Regions from separate parts of the Dromaius novaehollandiae genome. Here region 2 is linked to region 1. Evidence: chromatin contacts called from public Hi-C data. All regions are on one chromosome and are shown on one strand. The core of a region is the stretch at or near the end of the contact, and the rest is flanking DNA. Distances in the headings are between cores, read along the strand shown.

What was found. Hi-C and Micro-C count contacts between places; a contact is called where the count stands out from the background.
Region 2: a contact with region 1 is called in a Hi-C map of liver, with 4 times the contacts expected there. The contact joins the promoter of TMED10 here to the enhancer-like site in region 1. A contact is called at or near these places in 4 of 4 Hi-C or Micro-C datasets (blood, brain, liver and 1 more).

What each region holds. Positions count from the first base shown.
Region 1 is chr5:26,878,980-26,884,280 of bDroNov1.hap1, reverse strand. LOC135328648 (a long non-coding RNA gene) reads left to right here. Exons shown (of 5, transcript XR_010389607.1): 4 at 159-208. Among named protein-coding and RNA genes, the nearest start is that of FOS, 14 kb to the left of the region's middle. Within about 2 kb of position 2,835, at least 2 of the 2 cell types and tissues checked have open chromatin away from gene starts, as enhancers often do.
Region 2 is chr5:26,916,749-26,922,049 of bDroNov1.hap1, reverse strand. TMED10 (transmembrane p24 trafficking protein 10) reads right to left here and starts at 1,995. Exons shown (of 5, transcript XM_026120344.2): 1 at 1,683-1,995. The coding sequence starts at 1,898.

The DNA of each region.
Region 1 (5,301 bases), core at 1,586-4,085:
CTGCTAAAGGCTGAACTGTTACATGCATGCATGTGAGAATGATTACCATAGCTAATTTTAGGCACGTGTAGTTGCACAAGGAGTGACCTCACAGCTTCCAATCTTGTCGTAAATATAGCTTAATTACTGGATATTGGATGACAGATTGTGCCCTGCAGGTGATCGGACACGGAATGTTGTAAAGACCAGCTCTGACTCTTAACCAAAGGTTTGTATTTCCTTTTAAGAAACATCATACACTTAAATAATTATCTGTGTTTGTGAGGGCAAAGTATTTATTATATAATGATTTCTACCTGAGGATCTTGGAGCTCCTTTTGGGCTCTAATGATTTAAGTGTTCTGTTCTATTCTGTGTATTACCATGAGCTTTTTAGTGTAGCATCTAAGTACTTTCCCACTAACCTCAAATGTGACTAATACGTGAATGTGTGGTTTGCTCCTCTCTCCCCAGTGGATTTTAGGTTTCAGTGCATTTCCATTACAGGTGAAAGAAGCATGCCTTGCATTCTGGAGGTGCAGGTGGTGAGTGTTGGGATGGTCTTTAGTCCCTGGGAAGTTCATTCTGCGAATTTGGACAGGTCCCTGGAAGATTGTGTCTCTTGCACAAGCAAGCATTACAGTATTGCAGAGTCCTCTTCTGCAAGAGGGCTAGAGTTGTTCACTATAGTGTTTATCTTCAGATTTGTGTGTGTGTGTGCATGCTTTTTAAATGTTCTGGGCCAAGGCCCCTGAGTGCCTTGAAGGTGAAAACCAAGGCTTTGAACTAACTCAGTTAGCAGTCCCCAGAACCCTGTGAAGTCTGTGAAGAGTGTGATTCCCATATTACTAGACAGGTAAATCGAGGCATTGAAACTGCAGTTTTAGGATAGTTTAAACCAGTCCTGTGGTCCTGCTGTCTTCTTTGCTCCTGTCCATGTGATTGTGTTCTCTTCCTGTCTTGTGTGGTGGTACTTGTCTGACCCTTCAGTGAATTAGTTCAGGAAACTAGTACAAAAATGTATTTGTTTGGGAGGGTTAAACTCCAGCTGGTCTGGGTCCCTGACCCAGGGACTAGTGCCAGAGCAAGGGAAGAGACAGATCCTGTAGCTGGCAGATCTCTATAAATGCTTGTGGAAGAGCGTCTTGAGTACGTAAGTGATTTGCCTAAAATCAGTTTGGGAACACTGACTCTTCAGAGTGTGTCCCTTAAAATCCTTTTTTTTAACATGGGGGTGATCAAACACTTGCCCAGAGAGGGTGAGGAACCTGCAACCTTGGAGGTATTCAAAACTCAGCTGGACAAGGCCCTCGAGCAGCCTTGCTTTGAGCAGAGTTGGGCTAGATGGCCTCCAGAGACCCCTTCCAACTCACGTTGTTCACTGAGCCTATGATCAGTAGGATCAGTTGGGTCAAGAAGGGTTCAGAAATAGCAGTGGCAGTGTGTGGCAACAGCCTGGTGACAAGGTTTGTGGTTTGTGACAACTATTCCAGATGTCTAGATCATCTCTATGTATATGTATGAATACCTCTAAACTCTGTGAATGACATGCTCTGGCAGATCTAACTGTAGCAATTTAAAGTTTGCTTTAAATCTTTGCTGAATAAAGTGGGTTGCTAGCTCTGTCTCAGGTGATAGAAAGGAGTCTGTGCTGTAGCCATCCCAGTTACCAATTCTGTTAGCCAGCAAGCCACCGAGGAAAAGGGCTTTTGCAAAGTTCCCAGATGGCAAGTGAGAACAGCTAGAGCTCCCATTCCTTTCACCACCCCTGCAAATGGGTGTGTTAAGCCTGGCCAGGAGAGCAGGGTGGAGAGACTGGCGTGGGAATGCCTGAAAATGCCGCTGCTGTTATCATCAGCATGCAAGTCAGATGCCTTAGGCAGCAGTTCTAGGTTTTGCCTCCCCTAAACTCAGTTCTTTCCTGGGGTCCCAAGAAGCATCCATTCACTGGTGATTTTTCCTCCCATGTCTGATATTTCTGTACTTATCATCTCCATATATAAACCAGTATGCTATAGTTTTTACTGTAGCTGATGGAGAGAAGTGTGTAAATGTCTTTGTGGCCATAGTGTTTGATTTCATAACGGATGTGCAGCATGATCCTAAGCCATAGTAGAGGTGTCCAATAAAATGGTACAAGGCTACTCACATCTGCTAAGTTTCAGCAGTCCCCTCCAGGTCCTCCTCTCTCAGTGGAAGAGTCTTGGTGCTACTCTTTGGGATTTCATCACCAGTCCTGTAATGTTTTATATATTTCTTAAAGCCCCAGTGCCTGGAGTCATGTGGTTATGTAAGAATTTAAATTTCATTTTTTATTAGGTATGTGTTTAGATCTCGAGATCAAGGAGGAGAATTGGGTAATGTGAACCTTGTAGCCTCAAACGCTTGAAGCAACAAGCAACATCCAGCACTTAAAGCAGCGATATCAAGCCAATCTCAGGAGTTACTGGGGCTCTGGCTTGTGAACACGTGGGCTGGCACCAGCGCCCGTGCTGGTGTGGGTGCAGCTGGCTGGCGAGCCCAGGGAGCCCCGCCACCGTCTCCTTCCTCGCCGCGCCTGGGCAGGCCGCCCGCGAGCCCCCGGGACCGGCGCTTCCTGCCCGCCCCGGCGGTCGCCCCGCGCCTCTCCTGCGCGCTGGCGTTGCCGGCTGCGGCCGGCCCCGAGCCCTCCCTGAGCGAGGCGCCCGGCCGCCCGCCGGGGCTCTCCCGGCACAGGCAGCCTTCGCTCCCCTTCCCTGCCGGTAAGAGCATCTCGCAGTGCCCTCTGTCGGCCGCTGGCTGACCAAGTCCCTGCCCTGCCCTGGAGGCTGGGCACCCGAATTGCAGCTCTGGGAGGTCTCAGCATGTTTCTGCAGCCCTACGGGAGTGCTGCTGGTCCGGTGGGTAAGCCCGAGGAATACTTCATTCCTCGCCTTTCAGTGCACCCTGCTGGCCTCCAGGAAGCAGAGCACTGGGGGAGAAAAGCAGAAGTGACTAGTTCTCGGAGAGGAGTATTGAATCATACAATAATCTAGGTAGGAAGGGACTCCTGGAGATGATTCCTACAGATCCGTCTGTGTTCCTCCCTCCCTGCCCTACTCAGAGCAGGTCCAACCAGGGCAGGTTGCTCACATTGTTGTGCAGTCAGGTTTTGAGTATCTCCAGGAATAGAGATTTCATAGCCTTTCTGGACGACCTGGTCCAGTGTTTGACTACCCTCAAGAGTGAAAAATGAGGATCCTAGGGATGTGCACTAAAGAGTCAGTATTCTTCCACTGCATTCCCAAACTCTTTACAGACAAGTTCCAAATAATTTTTCTGCAAAACAACTCAGCCAGTTGGCACCCAACCTGTACTGTTGCATGGGGGAGTTATTCCATCCAAGGTGCAGGGCTTTGCATTTGCCTTGCTTGAACTTCCTCAGGTCCCTGTCAGCCCATTTATCTAGCCTGTTGGGGTACCTCTGAGTAGTAGCCTTTCTTTCTAGCATATCAGCCACTACCCATTATTTGGTATAGAGTGTGAACTTGCTGGGAGTGCACTTTGCCACATCACCCCGGACATTAATAAAGACATTACAAAGTATTGGCCCCAGAATTGGGCATTGAGAGGTGCCGCTAGTACCTGGCTGTCATTTGGATTTTGTACTGCTGATCAGAACACTTTGAGCTTGGTAGTCCAACCAATTCTCCACCTACCCACCTTATTATTCACTTATCCAGTCCATATCTCACTGATTTGTCTATAAGGCTACTATGGGAGATGTTGTGCAAAGCCCTGCTAAAGTCAAGGTAAGCGACTGGCTCAGTCAAAACTAAAGAGTTGATACTACAGTCCCACAGTGCAGCAGCCTACTTAGCGAGCTGCCCTGGGCAGCCCCTCCAGCTCTTTCTGCAAAATTTTTACCCCTGTCACTCACCTGATCCTGTCTCAATTCTCTGTGGCACGAGGCCAGTTCTCTGCACTCTCACCTGTTTTCCAAAGATTCCCCCAGCATAACAAGGGTCCTTGCTCGCAGCAGGGCCAGGCAGACAGTTATGCTTTTTGTAGAAAGGACAGGTGGTTGATATGGGCCAGACTTGCCCTCAGAGTTCTTTGCTTTGTGGTGCATCTGCAAGTCTAATAACTGAAATTCCTTCTGATGAAATCTCTTGTCCTTAAGCCTTTTGGAGATGTACACATGCTGATCTTGGGTATAGCTTGCCTAATGGAGCTTTGGATAGGGTGCTCTGTTCTTGTAAACGCCATGAAGATCTGGGGCCAGTGAAGGTTTTTATTATCAGATTTCACCCTAGGAAATGGTAAAAAATTTGACAGGGATTGTGGCATTGGGATCTGGCATTTGTGAAAAGTGCTGAAGATTAAAGCACAGCACACAAGGAGCTTGGACTCCCACAGGCTGTGCTAGCCAGAGGAAGGGCTTTGCTTTTGTTTATTTTGCTAAGTCTGTTTTTGGCTCTATGAACTGCGTTCTGCAGGAAGGGCTTAGGGAGATTTTGGACTGAGCCAGTCTTGGGCCAGTGAGGGAGCCCAATACTGAACTCCTGACAGAAGCTAGATCTTTGAAGGAGTGTCTTGCTGTTACTAGCATGCTGGCAGAGCATGTTCATGATCCTGAGGTTGAAGGGCTCTGTGGATAAAGTAGAGGTTATATAGAGCATGTTGGATTCAAATGTTGCCCTGTGTGTATAATTTTGGGGTAATTTCTAAAGTAAATAAAAAAGCAGGAAAGCACAGCCCTGCATTAAGGTCCCTCAAAACTTTCTGCACTGATATTACGTTAGTCATGTCTTTGCAGCAAAATAGATAGCCCACAGCCTAAGAAAAAGAACCCTGTCCACGTACAGATCCTGACATTCTTTCCTGATCTTTTGAACCCAGGACAGAAATCCTTGTGTGGCAAGAAAGGAGTGAGACATGGATAAGAGTTTGGGTTAAGTGTACAATAAATGTACAGTCAAGCCTTTTGACAGAGCTCAGCTTCTGGGTCTCTCTGTGAGCAACAACGCTACAGCCTGTTGCCTAAAGTTAACTTGCCTTCCCTCCTTTCACAATAGAGGGAAGGCAAGTTAGAAGAATTCTGAACCAGCACTAACCTGTAGCTGCTGCTGTCTCCAACGGTAGGACTTTTACATTGTTGAAGAGTGTGCAGGGGAGCAATGCTTATTCAATTTATTCATCAGTGACCTGGATGATGGGACAGAGTGTATCCTTGGGAGGAGCGGCTGATACACCAGAGGGCTGTGCTGCCATTCAGAGGGACCTCAACAGGCTGGAGAGATTGGCAGAGAGGAACCTCATGAAGTTCGACCAAGGGAAATGCAGGGTCCTGCACCTGGGGAG
Region 2 (5,301 bases), core at 746-3,245, 39 kb before region 1:
CAAATTGATTTTTACAGTTCCAATAAAATAAAACTTCCATGAGCACTCGTATTTGGATATCAGCTTCAGCAGCAAAGCCAGACTAAAACCCTGGCATAGGGCTCATGGCTTCACCACCTCCCTAGATAAGTTCTCTGTAATAAAAGCAAGTTTCAGAAAAGATTGCAGGTCAGTTGACGTAAGAGCAGGCAACCAGAGATCCACAACACTTGATCACTGAGTGAGAAAAGACAGAAGGTAACGTAGCACTCAGACTAAAATGCACGCACCTTACAAGGCAAACGCTATAGCAACATTTCAAAGGGCTAAAGCTGTTTGGCTCTGTCTATATACAGACAAGTCTCCTCTCACAAATGGTGTAACTATACAGAGCAAAACAATTAAAAAAAAAAAAAAAAGCAAGACTTCAGAAACAGCCTTCGCTAGCCAAAAGCAAGCATGACTGCCATTATCCCAAGGTTTTCAGGTATCTGAAGGTGGATGCTGCAAGGGTAACATGATCTCAGAAAAATCTCACAATTCTCACTGAACACTCCCATTTCTGAGCCTAGAGATTCTTGAGCTGACAGCCTTGTCACTGTTTGCTTGTATGGTCACTTTTAAAATCCTCTGGAAGCTCAGAGAGAAGTAAAAGATAGACAGAAAAAAGCTTCTGCAAATTGATTAAATAGTAATAGATCTGCTTGGATAGTTGGGGAATTAGAAGAAAGCCCAGGGAAGGAAGATAGCAAACAGAACTAAAGTGAAGCTGTTAAAGTGGTCTTTCAATAGCTTCCTGTCACCTAAATAGAAGTATTGTTCACATATATTCTGCTGATCTTTCCCCTATACTCCGTAAAGATCCTTCAGGCTATTGTCTTGGTGCTTTCCTCCTTGCAGTGAACACCGTGGCATGCCAGAACGCCCCGTTAAAATCCACATAGATCACGGTACAGAAAGGACAGAGTAACTGCTTATCAGAAGCTCGTTTCCAAGTCCCCATCTGGCCCTTCCACCGTGACCTGCTGCCTGGTCCCTCTGCGCCAGGCTGCACGCAGAGACGGAGCTCTCCGACGGCCACGTCAGTGCAACGCTCCCCTCCCCGCACAGCGTCAACAAAGGCAGCCCAGGGCGGCCCTACCCCGGCGGCCCACCCTCACCCCGCGCCGCACGTCTCGCGGCCCGCACGGCCCCGCTCACGACGGCCGGCGGGGCCGGGAAGCCGCGGGCTGCTCCCCGAGGCGCCACCCGCCCCTAGCCCCGACGGCGCTCCCGGGAGGGCTGCCGGCCCGCGCAGCTCCCCAGCACAGCGCAGGCCCTGCCCCCCTCCCCCGCCGCGCCGCGGGGGTGCCCGTCACCGCGGCGCCCGGCCGCCCGCCACGCCGCAGGCAGCGGGCGAGGCCTGCCGCCGGCACCCACGGACGCGGCACGGCGCGCGGAAAAGCGCGGCCCACAGGCCGGACCCCGCCGCCGCCCCGGGGGGAAGCCAAGCCGCGGGGCGCCGCCGCCCCCGGCCCCGCCGCCGCCGTTACGCGCGCGCTCCGGCCCCGCCCCGCCCCCGCCACGTCCGGCGCCGGCCCCGCGCGGCCCTGTCACGGCCGCCGCCGCCGCGCGGGCGGGGCGCGGGGAGGTGAGGTGGGGCGGGGCGGGGCGCGCGCCCCCGCCGCCCCCAGGCCCCCGCCGCCGCCGGGCCCCGGTCGCACCTTGAGGTTGGCGGAGGGGCCGGTGGAGGAGCCCGGCGGCGCGCCGATCTCGTACTCGCCCGTGACCAGCGTGTCGCGGTGAATCTCCTCCCGCAGGCACTTGCGGGCCTTGCCCGGCAGCTGGAAGGAGATCGGCCGCGCCGGGCCCACCAGCAGCAGCAGCGCCAGCGCCAGGCTGAGGCGGGGGCGGCCGGGCGGCGGCGGCGACAGCGGCATGGCGGCGGCTCCGGGTGCGACAGGCCGGGCGCCCTCCCCCGCGCCACGTGACCGCCGCCGCCGTGCGTCAGCGCAGGGGGCGCGCGCGGCGCGGGAGCGCGGGCGGCGCAGGGGGAGGGGCGGCGCGGGGGCGGGGCGCGCGCGGAGGGCGGGAAGCGGGGGGCGGGGCGACCCCGCGTGCCGGGTAGCCCGGGGGGCTGAAGCGTTAACGGCGCGGGCGGTTCGCCTCCCCGGCTGTGCCCGCGGGCGGGGGGCGGAGGAAGTAAGAGTAGACCCGGAGCCGCTGCAGAGCGACGCTGCTTTAAAGTGCAGGTGATGGCTGAGGCTTCAGAGAACTGCCATAAAGGTTACAAAAGTACCTGAGGCCTGGGAGGGAACTCCAGTGGGGTCTTCCCCCCCAAAAAAACACCTCTCAATATTGGCAGCAGAGTCAGAAGGAAGAAGAGTAAAGTGGATGTAACACAAGCACTACTGGGTTTTTGAAACAACATTGGTAGTTTTATCGTAGCGGCGGCACAAAATGCCACGTGTGACGGAAGCGTGCGCGTGCGCTCCTGGCCCGATAGCCGGCAGAAAGGGCCTGTTATCTCCGGCCGCCGTCTCTGGGAGGCCGCGCGGTGCCCGGCGGGATTCAGGGAGACTGTGGACGCTGCGCTGGCTGGGTGGCGAGCGCGCCAGGCATCGCCCCGGCCCGCAGCCCTGAGTCCGGGCACCGCTGGCCCCTGCTCCCAAAATGAGCCTGCTGCAACTGGGACCTTCTGCAGGAGCTACGAATGCCGAGAATTTCAGTGTGTGTCTGATCATCTTCTCGAGGTAGAAGCAGATCCACGGGAGTCAAGTATTGAACACTGCCGAGTCCACTATTTCATAGTGGATCAAGAAATGATCTGTTACACAACATGGTAATAAGTTAAAAAAAGCAAAATGTGTTAAGATACAGAGGTACATGCTACAGATGTACAAGCAATCTGAACTGCTACAGACTCCCAGAACTTTTTATACAGTTGGATGTCTCCCAAATCTTTCGGTGGAAGATGCACTTGCCTTTCTAACATTTTTTTTTTTAAGTTTCAGAGTAATTTTCCCTCTGACTTCTTCAGCCAGGAAAATTTTGTTTTATCAGATGTCGCTCTTCTGTGGATCAGCACCATGCGAATACCATACAATAGTGATAGAGATATGCAAGTGTTTTTGACACCAAATATAATTACCATGATTTTTAAAGACACTTTGGATAATTTTTTTTTCTTTCCAGCATATGCACAGATCTACTTTTTTTTTTTTCATTTGGTCTCTAATACTTTAAGTAGTTTAGCTTTTATGAACACAGCATTAAATAACCCACTATCTGCATTAATGCTCTCCTCTCTTTATTCCTGTGGCCCTTGCAGCGTTCCTCAGTGTATCTTGCCTTGGCAGGGGGAAAGGAAGGAGGAAGATTTCCCAAATATGCAATTACAATTACCACATCTGTAGTTAGCTCCTGGGATTGGCTGCAAATATTTGTGTGTGTGTGGAGGTAAGGAAAGGTGAGAAGAAAGACATGAGTGGTAGCATTGCTAGAAAACAAAAAAAAAAAAGCTCTTTTATTTTTATTAGCTTGTGTAAAAAATGTATTACCCTGTTGTTTCACTTTTATTTCTTTTAAATGTTACCATTCCTTCCTGTGGGCAAAACATGTCATTAATGGCAAGTAATAAGCAGGAATCGGTACAAACTTCAATCTTAAGAGACTTAAACTACCAAACTTTTTGGCTAGATGTTTACATGCAGACCAAGACAGGCCAAGCCATGACCAGAACGCTTTAAAGAAGAGCTGAGGCAGTACGATGAAGGCAGGGTTAGTTTCGCGTTAACTCAAGCGACAAGCTTATCTGACCTTCAGATGAAGGAACAGGAACTATGCCCTACTGCACAGAGATGGAGTGACCTCTTTGCTTGGAGAGGAATAAAGAGAACCCTCATTTAAAAAAAAAACCACCAACATGAAGCCCTTGTGCTACATTTAAATGACATTTTAGGAAACACTATTTTCCTTAGCATAGCCTCTATGTTCTTAGTGAATGTTGACTGTGCTCAAATATACAGGCCCTTGTTTTAAGCTTCAGTTTATTTTTTGAAATGGTACTTACCGTCACTTGTTGCACATTTCAGTACATCTTTATTTTTCTAATCAGTTCATAAACCTTTCCTTACTTGGACAATTAAATTAATTTAAAGCTCAACTGTTACAAAATAAATATTTAGCTGGTTTCTGCGATATATCAAAGTATACTTGCACAATGAAAACATTCTTTCCATTATGGCACTTCAGGCAGAAATTATTTCACAAGCTTTAAGAAACATAGATTATTTGAATCTGAAGATATGAAATGTTGTAATGTTCTACCACAAAATTCCTGATGAAATATGCACAACACTACAAATCTCTCCATACAGAACATTCCTCATATCAGTGATATGTAGCCAGTCAAATTCAAAACATTCAATGATGCCTTATTTTCTGGGGGAAATATCAGAGAAAGTGGCTCTGTCACGTTAAGGAAGGTAACCTCATTTTCTAAAATTGAAGTGTGAAGTCAACTATTAAAGAGTAAATATATACTGAATACAATTCCATTCCTATTTAGTCCATTTTGTCATGGTACATTTTTAGATAAGAGTTACATTTATGACCAACAAATTTATCATCAATGTTTTGTTGTAACTTTCCCTTGTATGACTGTATTATGCTATAAACTGCAGCACACACAAGTTCAGATTGTTCTAATTATAAAATTGTACCATAAACGCCTTAGTGCTTTAGCATGTTGTGAAAGAAAGTAGCACTGAAATGCTGAAAGTCTCTCTACAGTTCCCATCTTTTCACTCTGCAAAGCACTTACAAATGTAATGGGCAATCTTCATTTAATGTGCAAAGTAACTTCTAGCAGATGGAAGGCATTTTAAGATCCTTTCAGCTGCAGGTTTAGAAATAACAGTCTTGCAGGGACATGCCTTAACATTTCTACATATTCCAGGCTGGCAAAATGAAATACTTCCTGTAGTTCTAAAACTCTTAACAGATGAGAAAAAAAAAAAAGATTCATAACTTGTTACACAACTTTCATGATAAAATGATGACCTATTTTAGCATAATTTGCAATGTTACGCATTGTATGAGCTTGGCGACTAGCTGGAAGCAAGTATTTGTTCTCGCTACCATTAATCTGTAGGCAAATAGGTGTATCCCCAAAGTAAATACTATCATCTGCAAATCATGAGACACTGCCAAAATGTAAACCATTTGTTCCTGTATGGTTTTTATATTTTCAAATATCCCTAGTGCAGTTTAATTGATGTCTGGAAAATAATGAAGAAAGTTACGAATTGTTTAGCTTTCATCCCCATATTAACAAATAAG